2 separate regions of the Bombyx mori genome follow, and region 2 is linked to region 1. A link is a contact called in public Hi-C data. All regions are on one chromosome and are shown on one strand. The core of a region is the stretch at or near the end of the contact, and the rest is flanking DNA. Distances in the headings are between cores, read along the strand shown.

Region 1 (5,547 bases), core at 2,138-4,637:
CGCCGTGCCTGTTCGATGTCAGATAAGCTGAACAACAACAAACAGTTGTGCTCGGTTTAACAAACAACAAAAAAAACGTGCTCGAGTCGGCTGTTAATTGAAATCGCTGCATGTAATTAGCGGGTAGGTGGGTGCGATAGCTCGCGACCGGGTGCACGTCTTCATAATTTATCTCAATTAGTCTGCGACGTAATGAGCGGAAGGGCGGTAGACGAGCCAAACGTTTGCTTCGTTACACAGAGTTACAAATTAAAAACACAATAATTATAATTTTAACGCATAATATCTAACAAGAAAATCGAAAGTACTCTGAAGACGTTATCATATAAGCATTTAATGTAGGTACTTCGATTGACTAATACGAGAGTTTGTTGCTAACAATATCGTGCAGCATGTTACCTTCTTGCACTGATAGGTCGGTCGCATGTACATGTACACATGTTCGGTTGCACGCCGCCCGTGCTAGCCGACTACCCGCAAACCATTCCACCGCACGAACCTTCTTGCTCCTTTCATGCTTATCACGCATTTACATATGCTAAGCTAACTCACTTGCTGTATACGAGCATCGAAAATGTTTCATGAATAAATTTGTATCCCAATTCGATCGTTAACTTCTGAGTCGACAAACATGTCAACGTGATTTCTTTTCAAATAAAAACGAGGCTTACTAAACACCAGAAGACAAACAAAAAGAATTGAATCAAATAATCTTGGGTTCGCTCGGAGCGATTAATCACAAAAAGTGAGCGGGTCGCAGCCCTTTTTCGAGTTTCCTCGTTACGGACTAAGACGAGAATCATTAGGAATTAAATTTCCCCTTTCATTAGTCCCTCAACCCTCGTATAATTCCGGACGCGGAGCAATAACAATATAAATCCCCCGTCGCGTCGAGCGGGGGATTACGGCTTGTCTCGACCCTAATTTAGGGCTACCCCCGCTCCGGATTAACGAAGTGGCGGAATCCACTAGGGTTGTCGCTGCGCATAAACTTGTTACGTGTTTAATGTTTTATTGACGGGTGGCAAGGGAACTCTCATTTAAATAACAGTTCATTCGTAGCTACCAATGACTTCACTTACTCGTCCTCTATTACACTTTAGATAAGCGATATTGAATAACGTTAAAATGTAGATTATTTTTCTACCTGATAAACCTAAAAAAAAAAAAATACATCCACTCTATAAATATTCACATTCCAAAACAACAAATGACAATTAAAATAAAACTTTTAATTGCAACGTGTTAAAATGTTAATCCACAATTAAATAACACGCTCGCCAACAGCGCCATTGACCCACGCCGTATCCGAGTGGCCAGTGGCGCTATAAACTAAACGTGTATTTAGGAGTCGAAAGCGCTTTGTTTAAAGGTCGGACAGCGACCTTTACAAATTAATTTTTCGTGGTATTATGCTGTTAAATCGGATAGTTCGTTAAGGCGGAACGAATTGTTTATAGCCGGCATTAAGCCGTAGCGGGAGTGGCGACGCGCGTATTGTGCGGGTGAGACTCTCGGGGGAACGTGAACCCTCGAACCCTCTGATTTAAACAAAAAGGATTCATGACACTCATGAATTTGAAAACACATGCCCCAAAATAATTTCACTCGCAAAAGGAAAAAAAAAACAGTACATACTTCGCTTTTTATCTAAATTCAAATCAGCTACTGTCATATTAAGCTCGTTCTAGTGGAAAAAAAATTGCATAATACCTATCTTTTTTTTTTGTATCTAATAATACTGGCTGACAATTTCTTTAAAACATAAACGATAAGTTTAACAACAATTTTCCGAACGAGTTGTCGGCTCGGCGACGAAACCCAATTCGGGGTAATTTATTTAAGTAATTTCACAAAGCGAAGCCGCGTACACCATATTAAAATTTTCCCTCGGAACCGCAAAGTAGACGCAAACACAAAATTAAAGTCGTCGACACTTAAAGGGCTCTAAGTTTCGAGGAGAGTTTCCGTGAAATTTCTCTCGGAATGTCGAAATGGCGGATGAGTTTCGCAAGTCAACTCAATTATCGTTTTAATTAAGGCGCTGTGCCACGTGACATTTGTTTGCGTGCGTGAAAGTGATCGCGCCCCGCTCCCCCTAGACGTTCCCCCCCTCTCCTCTCTTCCTGTTAATTGTGCTAATTACTCCTGTAATGGAGCAAGGGCTGGGGTGAGATTGCTTATCGACGGTTTCCCCGGGAATTTATGTGATACAATTGTAAAGCCGTTCATTAATTAATATCTCGAATTTTAAATAAGGAATGCTTTTACACCTTCGCTGCCTTATTCGTTTAAAAAGGTTTTTCTTCAATCTTAATATTAGTTATAAGGTAAAAATTTATTCTACTAAACATAGTCGTTTTCTTTAATATCAAAAGTTACATTTAGAGAGCTATCGAAGAAAAGGTTCAACGGCAATTTCGTTGGGCACGTTTCCAAAAGCACAATGCAAGCATTATAACGTATGGCAGCTTCCGCGGAGACCATTCATAGCATTTCGGCATAATAGCTTGCACTCTCGAACAGATTGCCGGGGGTAGCCAGGGGCGAGCGAGCACGTCACTTCCACAACGAGTACCAGGCAATTTGGTTATTTGAGGTCGGCCATAAACCGATAGCGAACGCAGTAAACGCAATCCTCCACTCGCGACTATAAACTTTACGAGTCACGTAAAAACGCGCTCGAAACGCCGACTCGCTACCATAAATTTATGCTAATGTATTCTTTATAGGAGTTTAATGTGTATTCAGAATTCCACCATTATTTATGTATACGAATGAACCGGTAAAGTTAATTTTAAAGTCGCACAGCGCCCCGCGGTTTACGCGTTCGCAAGCTATTAATTTTTTGTGACTTTCTGTGGCCCTCGTTTCCGACTAAAGCGGATTCTTGTTTCCGAATCATTATATTTAGTATCACGTAGATCGGTAGCGACAAACTGTTTAAATGATTATCATTAAACATTATTTGTTCATTTCTATATTTAGTAGTATTCTTGCAAATACTTTATACGATAATGTTCTACTTAAAGATAGGTAGCGTCGAAAACGTACAAAAACAAAATCATTCGTTGAAAGTAATATAAAACGCTAGTCATATAAAACGGATGGCTCCGATAACAGCCGAAAACGTCGCGTGTAAATCACGTAACTTTTCAAAACTATTATGCCTGAAATATAGTCCGAACTCAATCCGTACATTTCCGAGCGACGGGCGGTCTATTTATCTATTTCCCCCGTTTCCGCCCCCGAGCGTCCGGTTAACCGCCCCCCTTCCGGTTAACCGGGCGGCGGCAGAGCGGCGCGCGCGGCTAAACGGCTCGTCGCGTGACCGCAGACAATAAGCCCGGGCGGCGTTAACAGCGCGCCTGTGTGTTGCCACTTTATATGTTACGTCACTAAGCACTCCTCTCCCTCTAGCCGTCCGCCTCTTGACGAGGCACATGTGTACGACGTGACCTCTACGCCAGACGGCCACCATATACTTGTGGTACGTGTACTAGTGTACCCAATGCTTGTGGTGTACCACTAATGTCGCAAGTGACTAATGATGATCGTTCTACTGGCCAATTCGGAATTTTTCATCGCGGTAGTAAATACTCCTTTCTTTAAATTTACCATCATAATAAGTAAAATAGAAATTTTACAAATTTTGTAACGCAAGTTGTGGTTGTAGTTGCATTAACGAATAAACAAAAGAAATTCGGAACAAAATTATGTGTTCACATACGCATACGCATGCTTGCACAACAATAAGAAGTGATTCATAATGATTATTACCTTCCACTTAAATAATATAAATACGCAAAGAAAACAATAAACTAGTTTTGTTTGAAACGAAATTATAAAATACACGATAACAAAATACAAAATGTACGGCATCTGACCGCAAATTCCATCTATGAAATTAACGATAAACCGCAAACCGTCTACAGCTGAATGAATAATTGGTAGGAGCAACGTGGAGTAGGTATATTCGTTTGACTCCGATCTGACACGTCGCATTACAGAAAGCCGGGCAGAGTTCTCGAAATTTCCTTTGCTTCAAATTCGATGTTGAACACAGTTGTCGAGTTCGTCCGATCGTAAAATCGAACCCTAGTCATTCTTATCTGAGCTGTCCTTAACACACGACTTAGATACAAAACTACATATTCAGACAAGGAAGTTAGCAAGGCCATTAGGTATATTAACGACATTTTAATGATTGTAGAAGTTAATTGCGTAAAAAAATTACCGTAGAATGAGCACGATGTACATTATAGTTTACAAATTGAACAAATTGATGTTGTTCTAAGAATTATCCACACAACGATAACAAAAATAAAAAAATTAAATTAACATATTAATAAATTATACCGATTACATTGATTGGAGCTTTTTTTAAATTAGTGAGTAAAAATATTTCTTCGATGTTTAAAAAAATGTTAATCCACGATACACAAAGTAATTTATGTGGTGTGTTAATTTATTATTCATATGTAACCATATAATGCAAATGTTTATTTTATATATATTTTTATTACTCATATACATATTTATATACAATAAACTAAACCAATCTATAAATGCTACGCTGTGTTATAAGCATGCTGTTATTAAAACTAGTGGTCCCGCAGTAGTCGAAATTCGACTATAATTAATTGAAATTATGTCTGGTTCTATTGTCAAAGACTATTATATATCTATAGACAGATTTCGCCAAGAAACATAAACAATATTAACTTATTCTCAATTTGACTTATAGAACATACTTCAGTGATTTGACTACAGACTTTAAGCAATAACAAACGTTTGACAATAAACAAAGAGTGTGTGCGTGTGTGTGTGTCAAATACATGGTAGTGTGTGTAATGTTTTTTTATTGATTTAATGTATTTTTATGCATAATTTAAAAAAAAAAATACATTCGGCACTCCTTCTCTATATTCTCTATAAGTGTGGGAAATTTCATACTCCTCCGTCCGCGCAATTTTCGTAAAAAGGGGTACAAAGTTTTTGCTTCATGTATTAATATATAGATACTCTTATTTAAATTATAGCTTAAGCGAAAAGTGAATCTCTGCCTTAAAGTGATATAAGTAGTCTCTAGATATACCTAATAAGAATAAACTGATAAAACCGAGATGGCTAAGCAATAAGTCACAGCGGGCGGCGACAGATCGACGCGGCTAGCAAATTAACAGCGCTTGCCGTTCGACTCTAACTTAGTACCTCGTAAAATTAGGCCCCGTTACGCCTCTCCAGACACGACGGACGGATACGCTCTTGAATTAAGCTTTTAGTTCAACATTGAGATAAGACTAAATTTACTCAATAAAACTATACTTTCTTGCTATATTAATTAACTAGCGGCCCGCTCCGGCTCTGCTCGGGTTTTTAACAAAAATTTCAACGATATTTGACGTTGTTTTATTTTTTTAAATAAATGAACACTTATTGCGGCATAACTATAATAGTTAGACATATTTTATGCTGTCGCGATGTAAAGAATATTTTAGGTATTTTTTTTACACCTTGGGTTACATTATTAGAGTTTTAATAAGG
Region 2 (5,547 bases), core at 895-3,394, 54 kb before region 1:
TTACGTCGTTTTATGTAAATAGTGCGTGGTGAAGGGGGGTCATTGACACCGACATTTGTATCTGATAACCAGATTCACGCCCTAAAGTGTTTTCAGATGTGACGTCATCGAACCGGATATTAAGTTCACTGAATTTTACGATAGCTTCGTAATCGTACTTCTGTAGCTTTTAAGGTTTACCTACCCGTGCGGACTCACAAGAGGCCCCACTACACGTAAACTAAGTATCACCAGTTCATCATAAAATTTTACATTCCCGTTTTCAAATCAAAAACGTTTAACATCGGACTAAAAATGTGATAAAATGAAATAGCTCTTAAATCCCAATAACGGTGATCGTAAATACAAATAATCGAATGCACTCCAATCTCGAGTTAATGCCTTTTTAACTAATGACTATAAAATAGTGAATCTCAATTTATAGTTGAACAATTTATTAACAAACGAAATTATTTTATGTTGGTACCTTTTTTTTTTTTTTATTGCCTTTGTAGGCAGACGAGCGCACGGCCCACCCGATGGTAAGTGGTTACCGTCGCCCATGGACTTCAGCAATGCCAGGAGCAGAGCCAAGCCGCTGCCTACTGCTTAATACTTTCCACAAGCCTCGTTTGAAGAAGGACATGTCATAGCGTTCGGGAAACACCGTGGAGGGGAGCTCATTCCATAGCCGGATGGTACGTGGCAAAAAAGACCTCTGGAAATGCACTGTGGATGACCGCAGTGGCTCCAGGTAGTATGGATGAACTCTACTCCGGTGGCGGGCGGTGCGATGGTAAAAACGAGACGTTGGTATCATCTCGAACAATTCCTCAGAGCATTCCCAAGGGACATGCGGTACAAAATACAGAGGGACCCGAAGTCCCTCCGCAGACCCAGAGTACCTAGTCGCGTAATAGAACTGTGATTGCAAATTAGGGTTACTATTGCTCTACGCTTGAATTTATCGTCTTAAATATACAAATAGCAATAAATAGTTTGCGTAAGAACTATTATCTCAGTATAGTGTAGGCAAGTATCTACTTTGGTACCAGTATTCGTTAATAAGTATAAATGTTTTGGTGTAAAATATTAGGTAAAAACAAAGGCTTATTACATACATAAATGGAAAATATTTAAATACATAGAAGTTATGATGTTCAGACATACCTGACCCAAATTAGGTATTATTTTTTTGTATTTCAAGTTGACCACTGTTGGGTAGGCCTTTCTCCACCTTCGACAAAATATATACCAATGCACCAAAAGTACAAGATAAATCCGATCCCACATAATAAAACGTATAAATTAGAAAATTCAAAAGCATTTATTCCAAATTCAACGTAGGTCGCGGTTCAAGTCTGTACATTACAAGAAAAATTAATTAACTCTATTTTGTTGATTCAAATTCTAAAACATAATTGCACGCATGTACCTATTTACCGAATAAGTTTGTTATTACGTCATCAAATTACAATCACTCGTGTATTACAGTCAACGAGTGGATATTTAAAATACTTCAGATTTGTGTTCGCAGCGTACGTAGTTAATGAAGGTGGTAGGTACTTGAAGCATAATCGCAGGCACTCAATACGTTCAAAGTAAACTAATAAATAATAATTGAATAACGTTAATGCTTAATGTGTGTGAAGTTTTAGCTCAGTCCCGCCGGTGTTCAACTCCGCTGCATCTATCAAGACCGATAACCCGATCACTGGTGACCCGTTCGCCCCGGATTACCGAATTAAACTGACCGCGTTAATATTTTAATCTATTACCGGAGACCTTCTCTTACTTCATTGCACTCAAACCCATCTAGGTGCTCGCAAAAATACCAATTAAAACACGATTATAACTATTTAGATTGCTGATATAACATCAAACACACACAAACAGAGACTTATTAAAATTGCATATCACTTGCCAAAGCAAACAGAACGAAATAACTCAGGCGACCAAACACCGACACCCTCCGCCCTCCCAGAAAATCCCCAGATAATACGTATCTATTAGAGCGTATATCTCCGATTCGACTAAAGTATTCCTCAAACATGAAGATAGTCGACGAAAAATTCGAGTGGAGAAAATATGTACGGCAGCGGCAATCGGCATGCGAGGGTCGGATGATGGGGTCCGACGGTGGGGTGGGGGCGCCCCGCGCGCCAGTCCGCTCGCAGCCTTCGCGCAGTTAACACGTGCGCCGTCTGACGCTGTGACGGAGAACCGCGTGCGACCGACCGCGTGGAGTGTTGTTCTGTGGATCTTGTGCAGTGTGTGCTGTGCCCTATATTCGTTCAGTGTAGACCATGACCGTTAGTGTTTGACGCTGGGATGTATCCGAGTGCGGGCGCTATGAACGCCGCCGCCGCCGCCGCAGCCGTGGCGGCCGCCAGGCATCCGGTGAGCGACACTCGCATCGCATAAATCACTCCCGATTATCATCTCTTCGACTGACGTCTTTATGACTGACGAACGAGCGAGAGTCTTACAATTCCAGTGAAAGCGCTTTCTAACACGAAACGTCACTGTAACGTTAATATTATTCAAATTTCACGCATCGACCTACCGGTGCATGCAAGATGTACACAACAAAACTGGAATTAATTTCACGGAAATTTTTAATTGACATGTTAATGTAAAGATTTTCACGTGCATAAAACATTCTGCTCGTAAATGCGCGTTGATGTCTTTTCTGCATCCGTTTACATAAATAACGTATTATTGAAATCAGTGTCTCCGAACGAGTGATATGTCGTTTGTGTTTGAGATACCGTTTTGTTAAAATTTTTAATGTTTGTGACTTAATAACATCGTTGAAAGGTACAAAGTGAATCTTGGAGTGGTAATAAAAGCTTAAAAGTAATAATAAGCAGTTGAATGGAACAGGCAAATAGGCGAGGGCTGTGCGCTCCCCGCTGCGACCGACTGGCGACCATTGTCTGACACTCGATTACCCGTGAAATTGTCTGTAAAGGATTCTATCGGACAACCAAATCAGACGGACCGTTTTCTCAAAAACGAAGCCACCAGGTGCGCACAGCTCAAACCGCTTTCAAATTTGAACAAAATATTTATGACCGTCTTTGAAATGCTAGTTGACCTCCTGCACTTAATCGTGTAGATTTAAAATCCCCGGTAACCATCACTGTTGTGTAATAAAACAGACTTTAAGTTTTAATCACAATATTAATCAGTTTACAGCTATTACTAAAATTGCTTTTGTCGTTTTTAAAACAGTGATTTATCAACAGACCCACTGCAATAATATCTATACTTGAGGCCTATAAAATCAAAGGCAGCTAAATCCAAGTCTGTCAAATATTAAGGTAAACTACAAAAATCGGCCCTAAACACGTCGTTACGGATCCTCCCGATCCATCGAAGTACTGCTCTTGCTAGGGCCAGTGTTAGCAACACTCCCGGTTTGAGAAGCTGAAAATACTTTGTTCGGGTAGCTACGATATTCTTTATTTTAAAGCAGATTTATAAAGAATGAGAATATTACTAATAATCTGAATTTTAAATGATAAAACTTCGTTCATATTTGAGTACAGAGTAAAAATAAAAATTTTGAATTGAATTTGTCAGAGATTTAGCTGCATTTGTTATAACATGAAAACACTAAAGCGTGTCCAACTAACTAAACAAGATAGCGCCATTGTTTATCCATTTTACGACATTAAGGAATTTAGCTGCCTTTGATTTTATAGGCCTCACTTGTTAATAAGCACTCCGCAAGTCGCAACGGATGACATAAAGAATAATTTGAGTGGAGGCGAGGCTAAGTCGTGTCTGCGAACCGCGTCGCCTCTGTCCCTGTGCGCGTTCGGAAAACCCACCGCGATACAAGAATCCATTTCAATGCTTATTTCAAATTATAGTGTGGTTTGTAAGCGCTCGTCGTGACTGACAATCGTTTGTGAAGCCGTACACCGCATATGGATAACGTAATTAACATTTTTTTTTATATATATACCTAATAAAACTAAACAAAGCGTTCGGGAATAAAGTCTTTGTGTAATGTCAGAACGAATCCGCTTTGATACGAGAACGTTATTGAGATACAGATCATTGTATAAAAGCGTCAGTTGGCATGTTTGTTCGTCCTTGACGTGAGTTTTTGTTTTTTTTTGCAAATGTTTATGGGCGGAGAATGATAAGCTCCTATTTATCTTAGTCAATTTAGAAGTTTCTCCGGTTCTCGCGAATCGTACAAATAATTAAAATTGCTATTACGATTTAATCTCATGGCTTTCATTGTGTTATTTCAGACGACTTGAGTTTTTCGTAACCACCAAAACAATAGAATGATTAAAATAAATGCCATATCAAATGAGATTAAGACCATATTTTAGACTTACGTATTAAGTTTAATTGAAACCGTAGGCCATACTTGTTGTTAGCTATTACATAATCAGTGATTATCATTAAAGTAGTTATGTTAAGATAATATTTTGTAGCACCCAATTGTATACATCTGTAGCTGAATTAAACCAATAAACTCATTTCATGAGACAATTAAAAATGAAAACACAGAGAAACGAAACACACTCGAATCCATTACGTATCTACGAATCGATGACAATGAAAAGCAACTTAAATTATCGTTTTGATTAAATAAACGGACAATAAAATATGCTTTGCTAATAAATATTTTATTTATTACACGGACATAATGTAAAAGTTGGCAGCGAAACCGAGAAGGAAAACAAGACAAATGAAATAGAGAAGACTTCATTACTGAATCTAAGTAGATACGTTTTATTGCGTCTTTTGTCACGGCCAAGTGCCCATAAAAACTAGGTTCCGCAAATAATAAAAACCGAACAATAAAGAACGTATGAAACTATATTTATTAGTCACGTGTTCGCTTGTCACTCCATTACTTAAGCTAGACCACTGACGTATGTACATTGTACTTTAAGTCGAGACCGAAAATGCATCGTTCGAATAAAATAATTCCCACATAGTATCATGCGTGTATGTCACATTAATTCACACGTGACAATCGTTTAATGAGCCCCCCTTTCTTTGATTTTCATTCGTAAGAACGTTTCTGGGGGCCTGGTGAAACTGGCCAGGATTGCAAAAGAGGAAGTAACGCGACACCGGTCGCGTGATAATGAATTCAATTCGGTTCAAAGAAACGCCTTTTAGCATTGTGTTATAGCTGTTTAAAGTTCAGCGCAGGAATCCATTTTGTAAACCGAATTTAACTTGTAAAACGCTTATCGTGACGAGAATTTTAAATATTTTTGTCTGTAGATATGTGATAGTATGTGTATATGATAGTGTGCGCTTCTTATACGTACCTACATAGAAAATAATTACATTTTGAAACGCATGTAGGACATGTCTTATCGCGATATTTCTCTTACTAGATCTCTGAGTCAATTTTGGTATCACGCAAACGAACCGAGTACATATTAACAATTATTAAACACAATTAAGTAATCTTTTATCTTTGTTGAAATGTTCTTAACGTGAAGACCGAGAATTTTCTTTGCCGATCCGTCACTCGTGTTTTATGAGTTTATGAGGTGGTGTGCGGGGAACGGGGGTCGGAGG

Evidence for each region. Hi-C and Micro-C count contacts between places; a contact is called where the count stands out from the background.
Region 2: a contact with region 1 is called in a Hi-C map of midgut, with 2.3 times the contacts expected there. The contact joins the promoter of Gro here to the enhancer-like site in region 1. A contact is called at or near these places in 2 of 7 Hi-C or Micro-C datasets (midgut and an unstated tissue).

Annotation. Positions count from the first base shown.
Region 1 is chr21:9,404,036-9,409,582 of ASM3026992v2, reverse strand. The region is part of intron 7 of Gro (groucho); the gene reads left to right. Among protein-coding and RNA genes, the nearest start is that of LOC119630126, 18 kb to the right of the region's middle. Within about 2 kb of position 3,387, at least 8 of the 8 cell types and tissues checked have open chromatin away from gene starts, as enhancers often do.
Region 2 is chr21:9,456,489-9,462,035 of ASM3026992v2, reverse strand. It overlaps Gro (groucho), which reads left to right and starts at 2,144. Exons shown (of 16, transcript NM_001134889.1): 1 at 2,144-2,379. The coding sequence starts at 2,311.